2 separate regions of the Mus musculus genome follow, and region 1 is linked to region 2. A link is a contact called in public promoter capture Hi-C data. All regions are on one chromosome and are shown on one strand. The core of a region is the stretch at or near the end of the contact, and the rest is flanking DNA. Distances in the headings are between cores, read along the strand shown.

Region 1 (5,545 bases), core at 419-2,918, 64 kb after region 2:
TCGCAGACCCCGAGAAGGCAACATTACTTTTGCAATGCTGTGATTGCTATACCAACCTGTGAAGGCCTGGCAGTTAATGGTGCCGAAGCACTGTGGCAATGTATCAGGAGCCCCTCATATCGCCACTGGGCAGGATCCAGAACCAGGTTCAAAGGTTTCCTTTTGCCAGCTGGAATCCACTACCTAAAAATGCTACAGTGGTTGGGAAACAAACATTCAAAATGAAGGGAGGGGGGGCGGGGGGGCACTTCAGATTCAAACCATAACGACCTCTTTAAGGCCTCCATGTCTTCACCAGGAAAATGGGGGTTCAGATGCAGTCACCTCATTGGAACCAAGCTCAGGGTAACAAACAGCGGCTGTTTGATCGATTTAGAGCGCCTGGGGAGAAGTTGGGTTGTGGGCAGAACGAATCAACTGCTCGTTGCTGACATACCCTGCGCCTCTAATCCAGGACTTGGTGACTTACTTCTTGAACCTGAGGCAGGCGAATGTACAAGAGACCCCACGGTGGGAGCAGGAGTACCGCCTGACGGAGGCCTACCAGGTGCCGGATGCCAGCGTCAGCTCCATGCACACGGCGCTGACCCGCATTGCCAGTGAGCCTCACATCCTGCAACGTTATTACGTCTATAACTCGGTCAGCTACAACCATTTGACCTGTGAGGACAGCTGCCGCATCGAGCACGTTTGTGCTATACAACACGTGGCTTTCAACACTTATGCTACCTGCTTGCATGGTCTTGGTGCCAAGCTGGTGCCTGGTTTCCTGCTCATACTGACTCTGCTGCCAAGCCTGCACGTACTGGAGGTGTTATGACTGTAGGCACTGCCAGCCCACCCACTGACTTGGTTCATCTTTCTCCTGGTAAAATTGGGCAACGTTACCCAATGGAGAGAGATGAACTTTTGCCATCAGTCTCCCCCCGCGGAGAGTAAAGTGGGATGGGACACCTGGATTCACCAGAGAGGGCGCTAAGAAGCACAATTTCTTCCAAGTTTCATGTTTTATCCACAAAACTTGTTTGCGGTACATGTCTTGGTGCATTATTCGCTTTAATACAAACATATCAAACCACCATGAACTTGATCACCACAGTGAAGTGAGCCGACGGGAAGATGGGCCTTGGAGATTCTGTGCTTTCGATGTAGTCCCTGCTCAAGGTCTGAACTGGGAACGTACGTGGTGTGCAAAACCCCTTAGTACTTTTAAATAAAAGACTTTTTTGATTTGGTTTTGCAACAGTGCAACCGTGAGGGATCACAGCTGCGGCCGGTAACTCTAAGGCTCTAGTCTTTCTTAATAGCCACTCTTGTTTCCTTGAGACTCAAAAGCAGAATTCAAGCCGGGGGTGGTGGAATCCCAGCACTTGGGAGGCAGAGGCAGGCGGATTTCTGAGTTCGAGGCCAGCCTGGTCTACAGAGTGAGTTTCAGGACAGCCAGGGCTATTCAGAGAAACCCTGTCTCGCAAAACAAAAACAAAAAACAAACAAAAAAGAAAAACAAAACAAAAAGCAGAATCCAAACCAGTAGAGGCCTAGCTCTGCACAGGGCAGGCTGGGGGCGGGGTCTGGGCGGTGGGGCCAGTGTAGGGGCGGGGCCGCGGGCTCGCTCCACCCCGGACGGGGCGAGATGGGGAAGTTCCGCCCAGCAGCCCAGCCTCCCGGACGACTGCCCCGCCCCCTTCCTGCCGGACTAGCGGGGCGGGAGGGCAGGTCCGCGGTTGTGTGGTTGCTTGGAGAGGATCATGCCTCTGTCCGTGCACCACCATGTGGCCTTAGACGTGGTCGTAGGCCTGGTGAGTATCTTGTCTTTCCTGCTGGATCTGGTCGCTGACCTGTGGGCCGTTGTCCAGTACGTGCTCCTTGGCCGTTATCTGTGGGCCGCGCTGGTACTGGTCCTGCTGGGCCAAGCTTCGGTGCTGCTGCAGCTCTTCAGCTGGCTCTGGCTGACAGCTGATCCCACCGAGCTGCACCATTCGCAGCTCTCGCGTCCTTTCCTGGCTCTGCTGCACCTGCTGCAGCTCGGCTACCTGTATAGGTGAGTGCCCGGCCCTTTGAAAAAGTGGGTTGACAGCCATCAGAACCAGTTCAGTCTTCTTTCCTTGGGCGGAGATGAAAACACAGGGCCAGGAACAGAGGAAGGGAACATCAGGGTCTTGGAGTCAGAGATGCCCCTCACCTTTCTTGTTCATTTCTGTCTTCTGCGAACGTTTGCTTCCCCGTCAAGGACTGAAGAGGGTCCGGCTTGACTCATCCGTGTCCCCGGAGTCAGCCAGGAGTAGACATAGACTGGTTCTTGGAAAATATATGTGGATGGTGTGTGCTTTTCTCAACTGGGAAGGACCCAGGGTCAGTCTAAAGTGAGGACAGTGAGACAGACAATCCCTGGCGCAAGTGCTGGCCTGAGAACTTTTTCTTCCCCGCCTCTCCCCCGCCCCCAAACTGTGACTAGTCCCTTGGGTTGTTAGATAGGAGAAAGCGAAATCAAGGGCTCAGAATCTTGTGATGAAGGCAGGGCTTCATGGTGTGGGTGAGGCTGGGCTAGGGTGGCCGGATCCGGAATCTTGTGGAAGTCTCAGATCTTGGGAAAGCTGTATATAGTCTCCAGCTTGCGGGGAGGGACCTCTTGAATGTTTGCATTTTGCCTGAACAATTGTATCATCTTGAGTACAGCTCAGATGACTGCGAAGGAGAGTTATTACAGGCAGGCCCCAAGAGAAGAAGGTGTTGGATCCCTTGGAGTTACAGGCGAGGCACCTCATGTGGTGCTGGGAGCCAAACTCTGGTCCTCCACAAGAGCAGTGGATGCGATTAACAGCTAAGCCCTCTCTCAGGCCCCTCCTGTTTACTTCTTAATTCCATCTCCCATCTCTGAAATGGGGCTCTTGTGAGTAGGTAGGACAGGGTTGTGATGCGCCTGGGATCGTACCTGACCAGCAAGAGTAGAAGTTGAGTTTGCCCCACTTTACGGACGAGGAAGCAAGTTCCATGAGGTTAGTTAGGTGGCTTGCTCCAGGTTCCGTAGCTTTTAAGTGACAAGCTAGGATTGAAGTCTGCCTCTGTGCACTCAGCTGTAGGAGATGGACGACGTCACAGAAGGTTGACCTGGCCCTCCGGGCACCTGTGTGTCCTGCCTAGGTGTTTGCACGGAATGCATCAAGGGCTGTCCATGTGCTACCAGGAGATGCCATCCGAGTGTGACCTGGCCTACGCAGACTTTCTCTCCCTGGACATCAGCATGCTGAAGCTTTTCGAGAGCTTCCTGGAGGCGACGCCACAGCTCACACTGGTGCTGGCAATTGTATTGCAGAATGGCCAGGCGGAATACTACCAGTGTGAGTGCTGGGCCCAGGGCTGTCACTTTTGCCGACTCTTCTCTCCTCTGCAGGTGTTCTCACTCTTAGGGGGAAAAAAAAAAAAAAAAGAGGGTGCCTGAGTGATAGGCAGCTGGTCTGGATTCAAGCTGCATGAGCTTGGAACAGTGACTCAAACCATCATTCGTTGGTTCTCATCCGAGCACTGGGCGGAATAAATGTGTCTATCCTTGGGAGTTAGGGGAAGATGAAATGTGGGGAATTGCATGCATATAAAGTACAGGGTCTTGTGTGCATGTGTATATGTACAAGTTTGTGTGCATTTTCAGGTACATGCAGAAACCAGAGGTCAGTGTCAGGTGTATTTCTCAATTGCTTTCCATTTCTTATTTTATTTATTAAGGAGGAATTTTCTTTTTTCTTTTCTTTTCTTTTCTTTTCTTTTCTTTTCTTTTCTTTTTTCTTTTCTTTTCTTTCTTTCTTTCTTTGTTTGTTTCTCTTTCTCTCTTTCTTTCTTTCTTTTTTATTTTTTGAGACAGGGTTTCTTTGTATAGCTCTGGCTGTCCTGGAACTCACTCTGTAGCCCAGGCTGGCCTCAAACTCAGAAATCTGCCTGCCTCTGCCTCCCAAGTGCTGGGATTAAAGGCGTGTGCCACCACGCCTGGCAGGACAGCTGTTTCTAAACATTTATGCTTAGACCAGGGGTCTCTGTCATCCCCATGGGACTGAGGCAATGGCGTCCTTGACATGGTTGTGCATGCGTCGGTAATACACATCCACTCAAGACATCATTTGATCCCCACAGAGTGCCTTCATATACTCATTTCTTCTTTGTCACTCTGCTGGGGACGCAGCTGTGAACAAGATCTACAGATCCTCCACCCAGCCAGTAGCCTTAAAACAAATAGTTACACTAGGTGTACCAATTGACCAGAAGAGGCAGGTGGCAGGGCCCCCTAAACCCTCAGAGGAATCTTACAGTGAGAAGCCTTGGGAGAGACTTCCTCAAGGCCACGGGCCCAGCCTGAGCCTAAGCAACGGTCTGCCTCACACCTTATTGAAAGCCCAGGCCACCCCTTTCTGTTGCCCATCACTTCATTCCTCATTCTGCAGTGGCTCTCCAAGGAACCTGTCTTGTCATCACTTGCCGTCATGTTATGTCACATAAGAGGGAGGTGTGCAGAAAGGTGGCTGCCCTTTCTCAGCACTTGCTAGGAACTTGACATTTGTTTGAGATCAGAGTCAGGTTGAGATGGTCTACACTGTTGAGGAGACAGGCTTTTCTCTACTTTTGATGGAGCAGACATTTATGTACCATGCTTTGGGCCACCTGGAGAATCCAGATAAGCAGAATAAGTTTTCTACCCTCCAGGAGCTCGAGGGTAGAATAAAGGTCAGGCCATCATGGTGCAGGCCTTGAATCTCAACACTTGGGAGGCAGAGGCAGATGAATCTCTGATTTCTAGGCTAGACTGGTCTAATGAGTGAGTTTCAGGACAGCCAGGGCTACACAGAGAAACCTTGTCTTGGGGATGGGGGTGGGGGGTGGGGATCATCAAACTAAAAAAGGAGGTAATTGGGTTAATGGGGTAGGTAGGTTGTTACAGAGGCCTCTGACAGCAGAGTGGAATCTAGGTGGGTGGGTAGCCCCAGAATTTATTTGGGCTGGGGTTTGTAGGGTAAGGAGTTGGCAAATAGTTAAGAGATGGGGATAAATAGAGCTTTGATATCAGGCTACAAGTGGGCTCCGAGGACGCAGTAGGTTATCAGTAAACTCCTGCTGAGTGGATACCTTAGAGGAGATGAGAGGAGACACTTTGTTAGGTATGCCAATGTTACTCTCTTCTTGGAGGCCCCGGTGCCCTAGGCAGTGCAGAGCTGGGACACGAACCCTATCATCAACACCTAGATCTTGGAAAGTCAAGATAATGGCCTAGGCTGGACATGGAGGCAAGTGAAGAGGGGTGGGCTGGCCATCACTCCCAGTCCTGAGGAAAGCTAGAATTGGAGGCCTGTTACTACGCTCTGAGACATGTCACACATCCTCTCATACTTAAGAATATCACTGGGACAGCATTTGACAGCAGAGCACTGACCCCTCGAAATGTTCTCCCTCTTCAACTGTTTTTTTTTCTCTTTTTTCTTTGTGTTTCCTTTTCTCTCTCTCTTTTTTTTTCTTTGTGTTTCCTCTTTTCTCTCCAACTGTCTATTGAGCAAGCTGGGGCTTT
Region 2 (5,610 bases), core at 2,710-5,209:
CAGAGTGGCCAGAAGAGTGTGATTTCTGGAGCTGGCCTTAGTAGTAGTAAGGAGCTAACAGACTTGGGTCCTCTGTGGAGCAGCCGCTGTTCTTACTCACAGGGTCATCTCTCTCTCTTGCCCTAAGAAGAACATTTTAAACTTGGAAACTTCCTAGCTCTTAGGCGTTTCTCTCATTTCTATCTTTTCTGTGGTGAATGCTAACAAAGCCTGCTTCTGCTTTGAGTAAAGTGGGAGGAAAGGATGGAGAGATGACTCATAGGCTAAGAGAACTTGGGGCTTTTGCAGAGGACCCAGGTTGGATTCCTAGCATCTACATGGTGGCTCGCAATTGCCTGTAACTCCAGTGCCAGAGCACCTGACGCCCTCTCTTGACTTCTGTGGGCACCAGGCACAACTTGATGCAAGACACACATGCTGGCAAAACACTCATACACATAAGGGAAAATATGTAAATCTAAAAAGGATTCATTTCAGTTTTCAGTTTATTTTGGATTTTTTTTTTTTTTTGAGACAGGGTTTCTCTGTGTAGCCCTGGCTGTCTTGGAACTCACTCTATAGACCAGGCTGGCCTCAAACTCAGAAATCCACCTGCCTCTGCCTTCCAAGTGCTGGGATTAAAGACATGTGCCATCACTGCCCAGCCAATTTTTTTTTAAAGATTTACTTATTTTTATTTATATGAGCACACTGCAGCTGTTTCCAGACACACCAGAAGGGCATCAGATCCCATTACAGATGGTTGTGAGCCACCATGTGCTTGCTGGGAATTGAGCTCAGGACCTCTGGAAGAGCAGTCAGTGCTCTTAACCACTGAGCCATCTCTCCAGCCCCTTCTTCAATTTTTTTTTAAAAGTAAAGCTGGAGCTGAATATGGTGGCACACGCCTATAATCCCAGTACTTAGAAGACTGAGGCTTCTGGCCAGCCTGAGCAACAAAGTTCATCTCAAAAATTATAAAATAAAATACAAAATGATTTAAAAATAATTAAAAGGCTGGGCAGTAGTAGCACAGGCCTTTAATCCCAGCACTCGGGAGGCAGAGGCAGGCAGATTTCTGAATTTGAGGTGAGTCTGGTCTACAGAGTAAGTTCCAGGACAGCCAGTGCTACACAGAGAAACCCTGTCTCAAAGAAAACAAAATAAACAAATAAATAAATTAATAATAATAATAATAATAATAATAATAATAAGAATCTAGGGCTGGTGAGATGGCTCAGTGGGTAAGAGCACCCGACTGCTCTTCCGAAGGTCCAGAGTTCAAATCCCAGCAACCACATGGTGGCTCACAATCATCCTTAATGCAATCTGATGCCCTCTTCTGGAGTATCTGAGGACAGCTACAGTGTACTTACATATAATAAATAAATAAATCTTTAAAAAAAAAAGAATAAGAATATAAAGACAACAGGAGGGGGCTGGAGAGATGGCTCAGCAGGTAAGAGCACTGACTGCTCCACCGAAGGTCCCGAGTTCAAATCCCAGCAACACATGGTGGCTCACAACCACCTGTAATGAGATTTGATGCCCTCTTCTAGTGTGTCTGGAGATGGCAACAGTGTAATAATATAATATTATCTATAATAATAAATAAATCTTTTTTTTTTCGAGACAGGGTTTATCTATATAGCCCTGGCTGTCCTGGAACTCACTTTGTAGACCAGGCTGGCCTCGAATACAGAAATCTGCCTGCCTCTGCCTCCTGAGTGCTGGGATTAAAGGCATGAGCCACCATGCCCGGCTATAATAAGTAAATCTTAAAAAAAAAAAAAAAGACAACAGGATAAGCCCCCAGAAATCCTGTGTTCTCAGCTTCACAGTTCCCTAAGCATCCCTGAGTGCAGGAGCCTCCTCCCTTCCTCCGCCTTCTTTGTTTTCCCTTCCTCCCTTTCTTCCTTCCTCTCCTCCTCTCTTGTGCTCCCTCATCGTTTCATCCCCCTCCCTGCCTCTCCTCTTCCACCCCTGCAGTAGTGCTGTGAAGATGGAGGTATTCCTGGTGATCTCCTCCATGTCCAGTGACCCTTGGTGAGCTGTTCACAGTACCTGTTAATATGAAAAATATTCAATCCATCATGGAAAGGTCTAGAAAACAGTTGAGAGACAGTAGACAGCCCTTCACCACCAGGGTTCCCTGGAGCCATGAGAACTTCTGTTTTTCTACTTACACATTTTTTTTTTCAGCCACAAGGAAGTCAGTTTCCATTTCATCTTATTTCCGAAAACAGAAGACAAGGCATTAGGAGAAACTGCATTCCGTTTTTAAGCTAGGCTCTCATGACGACCATGTTCTTTGTAACCCAGGGATGACTTGAATCCTGAGCCTCTCAAGTGCTGGGATCACAGCCTGTGCCACGGCACCATTTTTACTTACCTATATCAGAGGACTTGAGTGTCCTAGAGAGATCGGTAGCCATCTCTGCATCACTAGAGGTGTCCAGACAGAGGTGTATCTGGGGATAGACAAGGCATGTCTTCTTCCTCAGACCCAAAGGGTAAGGGTGTGTATGTCCTAAGAGACCCCAACTACACTAGGGAGCTGTGTACCTTGTTTGAACTTGGAGTACTGTGGAAGAGGCATCTGGGGGCACATCTCAGCTGGGGAAGTGGGATCGTTTTTATCTGTTCAACATCTTCATGGTCTGAGGTAGTTAAATGGTACATGCCTGTTATTCCAGAACCTGGCAGGAGGAGGCATCAAGAGCATCAGGAGTCTAAGGAAGCCATTCTCAGCTACACAGTGGATTATGTGAAATCCTGCCTCAAAAACCCAAAACAAGGCAGAGGATGCAGCTCACTTAGTAGAGTGTTTGCTTTGAATCCATGAAGCCCTAGGTTTAGTCCTCAGCATCTAATAAAGTGTGTGTGACCACACTCATTTTAGATGGTGGAAGAAGGAAGATCAGAAGTTCAAGGTCATCTTCAGCTACACAGTAATTTAAGTACAATTTGTGCTAAGGGATACTCTCTCTGTCTGTCTCTGTCTCGGGTCTGTCTCTATGTCTCTGTGTCTGTGTCTGTGTCTCTGTGTCTCTGTGTCTTTGTCTCTCTGTGTCTCTGTCTCTCTCTCTGTCTCTCTCTCTCTCTCACACACACACACACACATACATACACACACACACACACACACACACACACACACACACACACACACACCAGACCTCTGGGTATCAAATTATCAAGTCTTGCCAGGTGTAACTGCACACGCCTTTAATCCCAGCACTCAGGAGGCAGAGGCAGGCGGATTTCTGACTTCGAGGCCAGCCTGGTCTACAAAGTGAGTTCCAGGACAGCCAGGGCTATACAGAGAAACCCTGTCTCAAAAAAAAAAAAAAAAAAAATTATCAAGTCTTGATGTTAGATCTGTTCGATGGAGCCAAGTAAAGAAAGGTGTGGGAATTGTCCTGGTTGTTCTTTGGTCAATTTGACCCAAGTTAGAATTATCTGGGAACCTCTGTTGAGAAATGCCTCCATCAGACTGCTTGTAGGCAAGCCTGTAGTGCATTTTCTCCACTTATGATTGGTGTGGGTGGGCCCAGCCCATAGGGTGTAGGTAGTGCCAACCCTGGGCAGGTGGTCCTGAGTTGTGTAAGAAAGCAAACTGAGCAAACCAGTAAGCTGTGTTTCTTTATGGCTTGTACCAGTCCCAGTCCCTTTATCTCTCTCTATCTGTCCGGAGTTTCTGTTCTGACTAACCTCTGTGATCCCAGAGTTGTAAGATAATAAACCCTTCCCTCCCCAAGTTGCTTTTGGTCATGGTGTTTTATCACATTAGAAACCTTAAGAAAAGATTCAATTTTAGAGATGAAGAGACAGGTCAGGGGAAATAAAGTCCCCATTCAAGAGTTCGGGGCGCTTCAGAGAACCCTGTAGGGCTCCCGACCTGAGGGGCGTGGCCTCGGTGGGCGTGGCTTCCGGACTGTCCTCTGCAAGCTGCCGATCAGTCTGAGCAAATCTAGTCGGAACGCGACCATGGAGCCGGTGCCGCTGCAGGACTTTGTGAGCGGCCTGGACCCCACCTCCCTTCCGCGCGTGCTGCGGGTCTGCTCCGGAGTCTACTTTGAGGGTGAGCGGGCTCTGGGTGGAAGGAGCTAGGTATGATGGGTCATGCCTGTAATGCCAACACTGGGGAGCTGTGGCGGGAGGATGAGTTCGAAGCTAGCCTGTTCTATAAAGTGATTGCAGGTCAGTTTGGGCTACAGAGTTAGACCCTGAGGGATCTGGGGTTGAGTTCAGACGCTGCTGTCCGAAGTTTTATGAATCCGCACCAAAAGGCGCCACCTCCCTGCTCTTCAGCTTTTGTCCCATGGGTGATGAGAAGTCCTGAGTTTAACTCAGGCTTTTTCTCAACTGAGGCTCCTCGGTAATGCTAACAGAAATTGTGTGGCAGCTAGGCAGGAGCGATCTGAACAGCCTAGGAAATCCTGTCTCAAGCAACAAGAACAATTATAACAATAAATGGACAAATAAGTGGGGATAACTCGTCCATCGTTTCAGACAGGCACTAGGGTGCTCACTGTCGTTATTGGGGTTGTTCTGAGAGGACCTTGTTTTGTAGCCCAGGCTGGCCTTAAGTTTGCAGCGATCCGTCTGCCTCTGCCTGAATTTGCCATGCCTGGTTCACTGTTCATTTTTCTTTCTTGCTCCCTCCCTCCGTTCTCTTTTATTATCTTCTTTCCCTTTCTGCAAGGATCCAACCCAGGACCCTGAGCTCTCACCACTAAGATATATTCCAGTTCGTTATTTTAGCACCAGATCAGCCCTCCCGCTGAACTCTCTGCTCCTTGCCTCTGAGTCTCTCTGTTCCTCTGCTGGATTCTCAGATGGAGTGGTCCTCCTACCAGGGGGATCCTTCCCCGCTTTTTGCCTGTACATTTGCTCCTTGCCCATGGCTTTCCGCAACCCATAGCAGAGAAGAGATGGCCATATCAGGACACAGCCACCAGTTACTGGCCAAATAACATGTGACCAGGGACTGACCACTTGGGTAAGGGAGGGAAGAAAAGGGACCGACCGGGCTGCTCTGTGGAGGGCAGAGGCGAGAGTGGAGGGAGATGCTGAGATTCAGGGCTCCTCCCTCAGACAGCAAGCTGTCTCATGGATGCCTGCTTCATTCTACTCCCTGGAGTGAGCGAGCCAGGCTCTGCCACAGCAGCTGCCAGCAAAGTGTTCTGATGGCCAAGCGGGTTATAGACTGACCTAGGAGGATCACACAAGGGCCACCACAGTGAGTCTCTCTGGTCCATCGGAATCTGATGGGTCCCTGAAGTGGGACTCTGGGAGCCTGGTCATTCTTTTCTCCAGCTCAGAACATCCTCCCAGCGTCTCTTGCTTACCTGTGTCACAATACCCGAGTTTCCTCATCTGCTATGACCTGGGGTGATGGGAAGTGGAAGGACTTGGGGTGACGTGAGGACAGACGGATGTCACAGAGTGTCGGTATGCAAATGAGGTGAACGGGAAGGTAGATGACCCTATGGGGCAAGGTGTGGTAGAATTCCTGACCACATGGGATTCCAGTTTTGGAGGTTGATACCCCATGTTCTGCCTCCAGCCACCCTCACCTCCCCCTCCTCCCACCCCCACATTACCTGCCCTGCTGCAGATGGGACC

Evidence for each region. Capture Hi-C pulls out chosen DNA fragments and counts their contacts.
Region 1: a contact with region 2 is called in a promoter capture Hi-C map of pancreatic islet. The contact joins the promoter of Xkr8 here to the promoter of Themis2 in region 2. A contact is called at or near these places in 2 of 39 promoter capture datasets (maxillary cranial neural crest and second pharyngeal arch cranial neural crest), 3 of 484 Hi-C or Micro-C datasets (bone marrow-derived macrophages, embryonic stem cells and natural killer cells), 11 of 115 datasets of contacts at active chromatin or transcription factors (the 230-238 cell line, CD8 T cells, the HPC-7 cell line and 5 more) and 5 of 9 other capture datasets (adipose tissue, bone marrow-derived macrophages, embryonic stem cells and 2 more).

The regions. Positions count from the first base shown.
Region 1 is chr4:132,728,669-132,734,213 of GRCm38.p6, reverse strand. Xkr8 (X-linked Kx blood group related 8) reads left to right here and starts at 1,668. Exons shown (of 3, transcript NM_201368.1): 1 at 1,668-2,041; 2 at 3,142-3,338. The coding sequence starts at 1,749. Smpdl3b (sphingomyelin phosphodiesterase, acid-like 3B) reads left to right here. Exons shown (of 8, transcript NM_133888.2): 8 at 455-1,248. The coding sequence ends at 820.
Region 2 is chr4:132,794,713-132,800,322 of GRCm38.p6, reverse strand. It overlaps Themis2 (thymocyte selection associated family member 2), which reads left to right and starts at 3,959. Exons shown (of 6, transcript NM_001033308.2): 1 at 3,959-4,063. The coding sequence starts at 3,970.